Regions from separate parts of the Zea mays genome. Here region 1 is linked to region 2. The links are chromatin contacts, called in public Hi-C maps. All regions are on one chromosome and are shown on one strand. Each heading gives the region's core, a stretch centred on a gene start, on an enhancer-like site or on the middle of the called end of the contact. The rest is flanking DNA. Distances are from core to core; before and after follow the strand shown.

What was found. A called contact is a pair of places that touch in the nucleus more often than the background predicts.
Region 1: a contact with region 2 is called in a Hi-C map of tassel, with 4 times the contacts expected there. The contact joins two enhancer-like sites. A contact is called at or near these places in 2 of 25 Hi-C or Micro-C datasets (ear and tassel).

Annotation. Positions count from the first base shown.
Region 1 is chr1:158,890,849-158,896,469 of Zm-B73-REFERENCE-NAM-5.0, reverse strand. No RefSeq gene overlaps it. Among protein-coding and RNA genes, the nearest start is that of LOC100283836, 11 kb to the left of the region's middle. Within about 2 kb of position 1,544, at least 15 of the 20 cell types and tissues checked have an H3K27ac peak or open chromatin away from gene starts, as enhancers often do. A contact at or near this core is called in ear and tassel, where this site is marked.
Region 2 is chr1:158,752,125-158,757,693 of Zm-B73-REFERENCE-NAM-5.0, reverse strand. No RefSeq gene overlaps it. Among protein-coding and RNA genes, the nearest start is that of LOC542488, 78 kb to the right of the region's middle. Within about 2 kb of position 1,528, at least 11 of the 20 cell types and tissues checked have an H3K27ac peak or open chromatin away from gene starts, as enhancers often do. A contact at or near this core is called in ear and tassel, where this site is marked.

The DNA.
Region 1 (5,621 bases), core at 295-2,794, 140 kb before region 2:
AACTGTCTGGCACAGGCGGACCTCGCATGTTTCTCATCTCTCTCCTTCACTGCCTAATTCTTTTAATCTTCTCCAATCAGTTAATTCAACCTTGGATGCTTGTATTTGATCAATAGACCTTTGATAGCGAGGTATACCTCCCTTCTACTCAATTTATAAACGTTATTTTGGTCTATGTTAAGTGTATTCTGTAACCCTGGTTATATGGGTTGAATCAGTTTTTGTTTTGATGTACAAGCAGATTTGTTTAGGTAGATTAATTACGCTTATAGGCACATGCTTAGTAAGTGTACCTTTGTTTCTCCTAAACCTATATTTATCTTCCTAGAGTTAACAATCTATCATCGTTTATAGCACATATATTAGAAGTTTTGTTTCACCGAGCGGGTCTACGGATCTAAGTATCGTTGGGCAGAGCTTAGCCAAGGCAAAAGGGGCCGATCCTATGGCTGTGTGATTGTGGCGTTGAAGCTCACTACAACCTAGTTCATTCGAATCTTATAATAGGTCATTAGAGCGATCATATGGTTGATTGTGATGAGCTTGGTTATACGTCATAAGAAAACTTCTTGTGCCATGTAGTGACTATTTTTTTTTCAATAGATCACTAGAAACGAATATACTATAATTTTTTTTAAAAAAAAATCCGGTGTAGGCCCCGGGCCTCCTGCAATACGGACACGAATGATGGCGTGGGTACGACGTCGATGCCTGTGTGTGTAGTGTGCCAGGCTGCCATGATGGCAGCCGGTATTAGTCCTAATCGTCCCGACGTACGTTCGTACGTACGTGACACAGTTGTTTGTTTCAGTTGTTCTTCCCCAGCTGGTGCTAGCAGTACTGGACTGGACGGTGTGGTGGTGGTGAGGCCAGAAGCAGAAGAGACAACCGCCCCGCTACGCACGCCGGCGGTGCCCCCCTGCCAGTGCCAGTGCCGGTGCCGGTGCCGGGCCCGCCGCCCCCGCCCGGCGCGCGCGGGGAGGCGGGGCCCCACTCGCTGTCCCGGGCGGGTCGCACTGCAGGACTGGACTAGTGAGTGAGGACTGACGGACAGCGACGTTACCCGTCCGTCCGTCCGCCCCTTCCTTCCTGCTGTCAACAATGCTGAGTACTGACGGACAGCAACGGCGCGCCAAGGCTTCTGTTGCTGTTGAGCAGGCGGCAAGATACTCCTGCTAGCTCGCGCAGCAGCGGCCTGTCGATCAGGTCCGTGTCCGTCCTCATGTGTGCCGATGCTAGCAGTTTAGACTAATGCAACTGTAATTTAAACTATAGAAGCAGTAGAAATCAATATGGATTAAAGTAAAGCCGAATAAGGAGCTTTTAGAAAATGTAGGACGTACGGTCAGTTATTTCGGTCGGGATGGGTATGTACCCTTCTCTCCAGCTCGGCTCCCCGTGGCGTCGCGTATCCCATGATTCCCATCAGACTATCAGAGCAGGGCCTGCAGCAGAGCAGCCGGGTGGCCGAGCAGAGATCTCTGGGCCTCTGGCCCATGCATGCACGTCGTGGCCAGAAACACGGACTGTGCTCTCCCCGGAGGCCTGGACACACCACCATGCTGCTGGTCCCTCATGCCATGCATGGATCGTCGTAGCCACCGCGCCGTGCAGCTGTGCCTGTGGCAGCCGCAGGCAGGGTCGTCGTCGTCGTCGCCTCGTCGGCTCGTGCTGCTGCTGGATCCGTCGCTATCATCCATGCGTCCACTCGTGCCGTGCCGAAGAGCCGCTCGCGCGCGTGTGGGCCGGGCCGCCGGACCGAGTGGCAGGCTAGCAGTAGCAGGGGCATAGCCAGCGCGACGCGCTGACGTGGCAAAGGAGTCTGTGCTACTGCCTAATGTATGTATATAGATAGAATCTATAAATCTCTGCGCTGCTCAAGGTACTACGTAGCATATTGACAGGACGGAGCGAGAGAGAAAAAAAGGAGATATAATCTCACTAAAATCACTCATAATTAGGGATGGTAATAGTCTCTAAATTTTACACTATAAATTTTTTAGACACTCACCTTGTCAGTATTCTTCCTGAGTTTGCGCCAGCACCCCCCAAACCCTAGGGTTGTCAGACACCACCGCCAGCGGCGGCCCACCCCTCTCTGTCCCCTCGCCCCCCTCTTCCTCGACGCCGGTGCTGCCATCTTCTTTGCCTCCCGCCGGTTGGATCCTTCGGACGCCGGTCGTGTCTCTATCTAGTCACCGCTGCCCCTAGGGCCAAGCCCCCAAATCCTATAGGCCCCATAGCTTACAATTAATTATATAGCTAACAAGATACTTAATGTTGAGTTAAATAATCTAATCTCTAAGTTGAGAGTTTTGAAGTTAAGTTTGCTAGAACCACCTATGTCTTCTACGAAGATATTTAAGTATGTCAATAAGATGGATTACTATCATAATGTTTCTCTAGCTTATAAAATATTATTTACTATACCTGTCATGGTGGCATCGAATAAAAATGAGTTTTTTTATATTCAAATAATTGAAGAATTGTATGAGGTCTATAAAATCTCTCAAGAACGATTGAATCATTTGGCCATCTTGCATATTGAGAAAAAATATTAGATAAGATTAATATTAACACAATCATTGATGATTTTGTCTCAAGAAATGTTAGAAGAAACTTTTGAGGTATTGTAAAATTTATTTGATATAATATTTTTATATCACATTAATTGTTATCAATATAATATAACATTATATATATGTACACTAAAAAATATTAACCTATATATGAGGCCTAATTTTTATGTTCGCCCCGAGCCACCGAAATCTTAGCTCTAGCCCTGCCTGTCCCGACCGCCACGCCTCTCGCCGACCAGTCCTGGCGCGCGTCGGGCTAACCGCCTCCCTCTAGCTAGATCCACCTGACGCCGGCCTCTGGTCGCTTCTGCTCCTCTGTCTGGGTTTCCTCATCGTCGCGCATCGTGGCACCGTGCTGCTAGATCCGGCCACCAGCCTCATCGCTACCGTGGGACCCTGGCCGTGATCGCCAGATCCCACCACCCTAGTGCCGGATCCATCCTCCTGGTGCTGGGTCTGTTCCGACAGGATCTATGTGTAGTGGCACTCTTAGCGTGGCATCGACGGTTTGCACAGCGCGTGGTGACGCTCATGGCACCACCACATCAACAGCTTGCCGCATGTCGGCGCACTCGTGGCACCGCGGCTCGCGCGCAACACACGTGGCCAGCTCCATTGGCAGCTCAGCCCCTGCCACTATAGTGGGCGTCGGCTTTAGCAGATTCTGCTCCCTTGGGCCCTCATCGTCTCCTCGCCTTCATGGTTGCACTTCTACCGTCGACCGTCATCGTCGTCTCTGGTCGCCTGAGAGGAGTATGGTCTGGGCCTCCTTCCTCGTTGCCAGGAGACCGGGGTTTGGGGTAACCATGCGAAAGCCATGCCATATGTAGTATGTGCAGCGACAGTGACGCCTTCGAAGCCGCTAACCTCCTTGGAGACGTCGTTAGGGACCCCTTAGCTTTCCCAACTCCTCCAGGTATCGCCATGGAGGACTCATGTTGCGCTCGAAAATTTGCCATCGTCATGTTCTTGTAGGTCTCTTATGCCATCGTTGAAAGGGAATGTACCTTTCGGCCATTTCTATAAATGTTTTGGTGATTATATGCTCAACACATATTGTTTTGTGTAAAGTGTCAAAGAGATGCAAATGAAAAAGCAAGGTATGACTTTAGCCTTAGTAAATTGTTTTTTGTACTGACATTATTCTACTAGGTGCTAGAAACCTTGTCAAATCAAGAGAATTTGGATTGTAGAAGTTTGGCTCAAGCAAGTCAGACTTGCACCAGCCTGTGGTGCACCGGACTGTCCGGTGTGCATCGGACAGTGTCCGGTGCCCAGGCTGGCGCCCCGGCGAACAGGCCGCTCTTGGGAAAAACTCAGCGCACCGCATCTATAATTCACGGGACTGTCTGGTATACACCAGACTGTCCAGTGAGTCAGCCGCGCCCAAGCCAACGGACGGCTGCGTGATCAGCGGGCAACACGTGGACTTCACCAACGGTCGGAAGGTTACACCAGACTGTCCGGTGTGCCACGAGCGCCGTGGCTCCAACGGTCGACTTCGCCACAGAGGTCAGAAATGGTCAGAAGGTCAGAAATCGTCAGAAAAACTCAGTGACGGCCAGAAGGTCGCAACGGTCAGAAGGTCGCACTAGACTGTCTGGTGTGCCACCGGACTGTCCGGTACGCCACAGGGGCCGATGGCTGCAGCGGTCGACTCCACTAGAAAAGGAAGGAAATCGTGCATTGTTTACTGTCTGGTGGTGCATATTCTCTATAAAAAATATGCGGGTTATGATGCATTCATTGTTCCACCCGTAACCGAGCTTAGTTTTAGTCTTTGTGAAGTGTGACGAGAGTGCGACCAAATTATTAATGTTGTATGCTGCTTCTTCCCGTACAGCAGCCAGCATAGAGAAGCTGAAAACTGCATGATGGCATGAGATAAGAACAGGCTGAGAACAGGCAGCGCAAGGACTATAGTCTCTCCAATAATATATGAATATGCTAACCATACTATTTTTTATCAAGATAAAAATAGCACTCCGATATTATTGTTTAGAGAATGCGGTGTGCTACATGCATGCTAGCATCGAATAAAATTAATCGGGTAAAACATGATCGCTTGGAAAGTAGATGATCATAAGATTACACCATTTGTCGCACACCCCGGCCCCCAACGGAAGACTTGGTGAACCACACGTACTGGATGTAGTCGGTAGCGCAAAGTAGACGTACGACGTGACATACTTGTCGGCGTTTCGAGACCGGGGGTCCCTGGACCGACGAGTGAATTGTCGCCGCGTGCCCCAGCCCAGATGGGTCGGCGCGAGACGGAGCGCGAAGGGGGGAAAGGCAGCCGGAGGGAGACGAGCGTGAGAGGTGGAAATCCCGCGGCCTTCGTGTTTGTCCCGCGCCCGAGTCGGGTGCGCTAGCAGTAGGGGGTTAAAAGCGTCCACGCGGGAGGGAGCGAGCGGCCTCACGCGAGCGCCTGTCCCGTCCTTCCCCGCGCGGCCAACCCTCTGTAAGAGGGCCCTGGTCCTTCCTTTTATAGGCGCAAGGAGAGGATCCAGGTGTACAATGGGGGTGTAGCAGTGTGCTAACGTGTCTAGCGGAGGAGAGCTAGCGCCCTAAGTACATGCCATCGTGGCAGCCGGAGAGGTTTTGGCACCCGGTTCGTGTGGTGTCGTGGCCGTCGGAGGAGCGCTGGAGCCTGGCGGAAGGACAGCTGTCGGGGCTGTCGAGTCCTTGCTGACGTCCTCTTGCTTCCGTAAGGGGGCTGGGAGCCGCCGTCGTCATAGAGCGTGTGGGGCGCCATCATTACTTGTCTGGCAGAGCGAGCCAGATGGGACGTCGGTCTTGTTCCCCGTAGCCTGAGTCAGCTTGGGGTAGAGTAATGATGGCGCCTCCTGTCGACGTGGTCGGTCCGTGCCCTGGGTTGGGCGATGTGGAGGCTCCTCCGAGGTCGAGGACGAGTCTGTCTTTCGAGGCCGAGGTCGAGTCCGAGCCCCTGGGTCAGGCGAGGCGGAGACCGTCGGCTGAGGCCAGGGCTGAGTCCGAGCCCTAGGGTCGGGCAAAGCGGAGTTCGTCGTCTTCCGGGGC
Region 2 (5,569 bases), core at 279-2,778:
GAGGTATCTGGAAAGAAGCTTGACTTCCGTCCGCAGCAGGTGGGGGAGGGGCATACGGACGTACCGGGAATGAGGCTTGAATTCCGGCTTGGGAAGTTGGAGGTTGACCATATGAAGACGATGGATATTGATACAAATGATAGGGATAAGGGTATGGTGGTGGACGTGCAGCCGGAAATAGTGCACGGGGGAGTGAGGCTGAAACATCGGAGCGACGATGTAATGAAGAAGACTCATCTAACGGAAGGGTTGTAGGTGACCCATCGGACTGCAAGAGATCCGTGAAGGTGTTCAAATCTGGGGACCAACCCGACATTGTGTGAAGAAAGGGGAGTTTGGAAGAGAAAAATGAGATGGAATGGTGTGTGGAATGAGCTCCACCCGGGTAGGGGTATATATAGAGGGATTGGGGATGAAATTTGTGATTTTTTGCAATTTTTTCGAATTTTTTGGACTCCAAACGGTAAAAAACGGCTAGTTGCAACGGCTAGCACACGTGGACCCCGCTCCCGCCCTCCTCTCGCCCGAGCACGCTCTCCAGTGCAGGCGAGAGCGAGGCGACAGGCACGCTGTCGCCGGGCGACGCGGCCATCGCCCGCTCCCGCTCTCCCGCCCCTCTCCCGTCCCACTCTCGCCCCCGTACGCTCCTCTCGCCCGTGCTTCCCGCCTGCACTGGCACCAGCCTTATAATCTCTTGTGTGCTCTCTAGGAAGTTTGTACTCGCTCTAAAAATATAGTAAGAACTCTAAAGCTTTAAACTTGCTCTATTGCACTGAGAAGGGGATAGGATTTCATGAAACCTTAGTTTTTGTGGCTTCCTCAGTAACGTGGAGATATGCTAGTGTTTGTTTTGTTATTTATTGTTATTTTTGTGCTCTACTTGTGCTGGTTATAAAATTATGAGGCATGGTGTTAAGGTTGTCTTCGGTGGACCATATAAAATAAGGGAAGGCGGCACTCAGGGATGGAGGCAGTGGCGGGGTGGACAGGGCTCGAGCCACCCTATCGCCACGAATCAATGGAGTCCCACCCGGAGCCTCTCTAACATTCGAAATTTACACAATATAATGTAGAAGGAGCTCTTATACTGTAACAGTTTAGTTTAGTCCCTTCTAATTTTTTTCTAGCTCCGTTACTCACAGTACCATAAATGATAATGTTTGATATTGTTCAGTAGAGTGAAGCTTTAAAAAAAGAGGATGAGATAATAGATAATACAGGACCTATTGGACATAGCCTAGCGTGACTCCATGTGGCCATTAGCACGATGTAGAAATTAGGATTGTTCCGGTCCTTTTTTTATATATATGGACGGAGGGCCGGAGTACTCGTACGTCGTAGTGCGTGATGCCGCGTGAGTGATCCATCGGTCCGTCCGGAGGCTGTAGGCAAAAGTACTAGTGTACTCATAGCCTACAGGTGCCAAGACGTCGCGTCACCTGATAGGTGACTGCCGTACCGTACGCTGGTGAGACGAAACGTCCCGCTCCCTGATCCACCGCGCGCATGCAGCATCTGCATGACCGACCGGCCGGCCTGAGCAGCTGCCAGGGTCGCTGCCGCACAGTGACCACACACACGTACCAGGGTACCAGCAGCTGCGGTCTACTTGTACGTAGGAGTACGTATAGACCCGTAGGACGGTAGGAGTACGTCGTAGGCGCCTGCACGCAGCACGCAGGGTCTCGAGCTAGCGGGCGCCCTGCGGCTGCCGTATGCATGCCTGCCGGCCAGGTTGCCACAGGCCACACAGCCCACAGGGGTGTCAGCTAGCTCCAAGCTTGCCATTTGCCAGGCCAGGTGCCCAATGGCACACACGCAGGTGCATGGGCGTTTCCTTGCGCCGCTCACCTTTGCCGTTCTCACGTCTCGCTCGCCGCTGTGCGCTGCCAGCGTTGTACCCGCAGCCTCTTAAATGCTCCCATGCAACAGCGCCGCTACAGCATGCTTCCATCGACTCGCTGCCTTTTTCCTGGGATTTGGTGGTGGGCTGCTGCCCGCGGCGGAAAATGGAAGCCACCGGATCAACGTTGTTTCCATGTTGCCAATTTAGACTTAAGTTTTGGCCGGGCTATTTGGAAACGGCACGGCACGGCACGACACGACGCGAAGAAAAATAGACCAGACCAGTAGGGCACCAATGGTCAGGTCGTATCGTGCCTCAAACTTAAACACGATAGATAGCATGGCACGACACGACTAGATGAGAGCTGTGTTCGGGTCGATATGGCAGGAAGTAAGGCACAAGGTAGAAAACTAGTGTTTTAGTGGTTATTTCATGCTCTAATAATTTTTATCTCTTCACAAAAGTTATACAATCTCATTTGATTTTTAACCTATAGAAAAGTTATGAATAATTTGAAGATGTATTTTTTTAGACATGTACAAGTTTTTTTCTACGTGATGTGCTTGGGCTGGCACGTAGTGCTTTTGGGCCAAGCCGGGTCTAGCTTTTAGTATCTGGGCACGGCACGACCCAGTCCGAAATTATTCAGTACCGTGCTAGCCCAAAAAAAGTTAGATCAGAGCACGATAGGCCTTGGCGGTGCTGGCTTGGCGCGACCTAAACTTTCAACTCTATCGACGCCACCACTTGGGTTGAAAAATAACTTGAGTGTCATAAACAGGGTTGGGCCTGTTCCACTCAGAGAGACTCGCCAGCCTAAATGATTTTGTGCACTTTTGCGGTTCATTGGAGCAGCGAATCAAGCCAGCTTGGTTAGGCTCGTGAGCTAGCCTCATCGATACGGTGTTACACCGTTATACTATTATATTATTGTTGTGTGGATTTATTTTCTTATTTTTATAGACTCAATGCTAGGTGTAGTCTGAAAAATGTTGCTAGATTTTTTTGGTACATAATTATATAATAATATAAGTATACCATTTATACTCTATATGTGATTTAGTGTGGAGGCTCAAGAGCTAGCTTGTGAGCTACCATCGAGTGGAACCAAGTCTCATCTTTCAGCTCACAATACAACTAAGTCGAACTGGGCCTGGCTCGCTGGTTCACCAGCTCAGGTCGACTCGTTTTCTGCCCTAGCCATCACCACCATGAGCTTTTGTCAAAGGCAACAACATTGTATCCAAATCTATTTTATGTATGTGTAGCAGTGCAGGTCTCTCACTTGCCCACTTGTTGAGACTTGAGATGTTAGATAGTAGCACAAGTAGTCTAGCAGACTAACAAATATCCATTCATTTCTTGGTGGCATACAAATATAATCAAGTTGTATTACTGTTGATTTTATGTAAGGAAACAAGAGGGAAGCAAGTGAAGTTGGTGGTCAAAGTCTACCTATGAGAGTCAACTTATTAGTGTGTCCACCTCACCTTCAGCACAAAAAATGCAGATGAAAATCAAGTGGTTGGCACTAGCACCAGTGGTGGCGGTGGCACAACAACATGGAGACCTAGAACTAAAGTTGGTGGTGTTAACACTAACCATAATACCCAAGAACCGGATGTTATTGTTGCTGGAGATATAGTAGCCCTTGATGACAAAGAAGGGGTTGTGGGTTCATCAAAGAGGGCAAAGAGGTGCACCTCTACTATGCCAATGTATTTCACCAAGCATACTATTGTCATAGAGGAGGGTGGCAAGAAGTATGAGTAGTTGTGGGTAGGGATGTTCCTAAACATTCAGAATTATATGACAAATCTAATATTTTAACATAGATATGCAAAAACAATTGGTGCTAATTTTTAGTCATGTTGTTAAGAATATTATGAAGTACAAGAATAAAATTGTTTATAATTTTTTATGTGCTTTATTTTCTCCCTACAACAAAAAAGGTGAAAAACATTGGAATCCGTATTTGTATCCATATTAAAATTTTATATCAATTACTTAATAATATATAGACCAAATTTGAGGCTTACTTTTAATGAATATTAATAGGCTCAATGCTAAAAACAAGAATATAAATTTACATAGCAAAATCTATATGTTATTTGTTCACAATTGATTAAAGAAGACCAAAAAATTAACCATCGAATAAGTATCTGGATCCATCCCTAGTTGTGGGGCAATTGCAATTTCTCAAATTCCAAGTAGAGCTACAAGGCTGAGTCTAACAATGAAACAAATGCATTTCATAATCATTTGAAGTCACAACATAGTATTCTGAAAGGGAAGTTGCAACTTAGGGCTAAAACAGACCTTGATAAAGATGTTACCAATGGTGTTCCTTATAAGCTTGATTATGAGACAACTCTCAAAAGGTTCTATTCGACAATAATCATACATGAGTACCCATTCAAAATTGTTGAGCATGACTACTTTGTTGATTCATCTATTCCATGTGTCTTAGATTTACATTCAAGCCTAGAGTCACTGGTAGAATAAAGGGTATTTGTGTGCCACATTGCATTGAATAAATGATGAGTGGCGTATTCAAAGGAGAGTTGTGGGTTTCTTTCACGTGGAAGGAAGTCATACTTGTCATAAGTTTTTAGAGACAGTTTACTAAATTGAAGTCATGGTTTAAGTGGATTGTTGATAACAAGTTGTTTGTCTTGACTTTAGACAATGCATAGAATATTTTTGTGGTGGCCAATGGTATTATTATTGATTTTCAAGTGAATAGACAAGCTTATTTGGTGTGTCATGGGATGTTTTTATATTTTATTTTCTTGTCACATACTTAATTTGGTTGCAAGATATGGGTTGGTTGTTATTTCTAAAGCACTTGGGAAGATTAAAGCCTTGATACTGACTATGAAGGGTTATCCTTACAATGAGAAGAGCTTATGAAGTGTGCTATTGAGTGTGGGTTGGATACAATAAAGGGAATTCAACAAGATGGAACTCAACATATTTGATGGTTAAGGATGCCTTGTACTACAAAGATGCTTTCATTATACTCAAGACATCAAATCGACACAAATATATGAAAATTACCCCTAATGATGATGAATTAAAATTGCTACAAATGTATTTCGGTTTTTGAGAAAGGTTTATGACCTTAATTTATTACTTTTAAGTACATCATATCCTAGTTCAAAACTATTCTATGTAAGTTTTTTGTGAAACAAAGGAGTTGCTTGATAAATGGTGTCTTGGTGCAGAATTGAGTATTAAGACAATGACCATTGCTATGAGTGAAAAGGTTTTAAAAATATTGGACATGTTCTAGCATGAGTCTTGGTAGCTTCCTTTTTTATCATAGGTACAAAAAAGCTAGAAGACTACTACATGGGAACTTTTTGTGATGACTACTATCAGGTTCATCTTGATGAGTTTGGTACTATTGTGAAGAACTTATTTGAATTTTATGCTAGCTCTAGCTCAAAGTATAAGAGTGATGTGAATCAAAATGAACATATTAGTCCAATAGATTCTCTAGCAAAAATAGAGATGTTGAACTTGAGAGCTTATTATATGATGAGTCTAAGTCTGATAACTGTGACAAAAATGAGCTAGACAAATACATTGCAGAGTCATTATTGAAGCAAAATTCATTTGATATTTTTAGCATATTGTAAGAACAATATAGACAAAATACCCTATCCTTTTACAAATAGCTTGTGAAATGATGTCTATCCAAGTGTCCAAAATTTCATC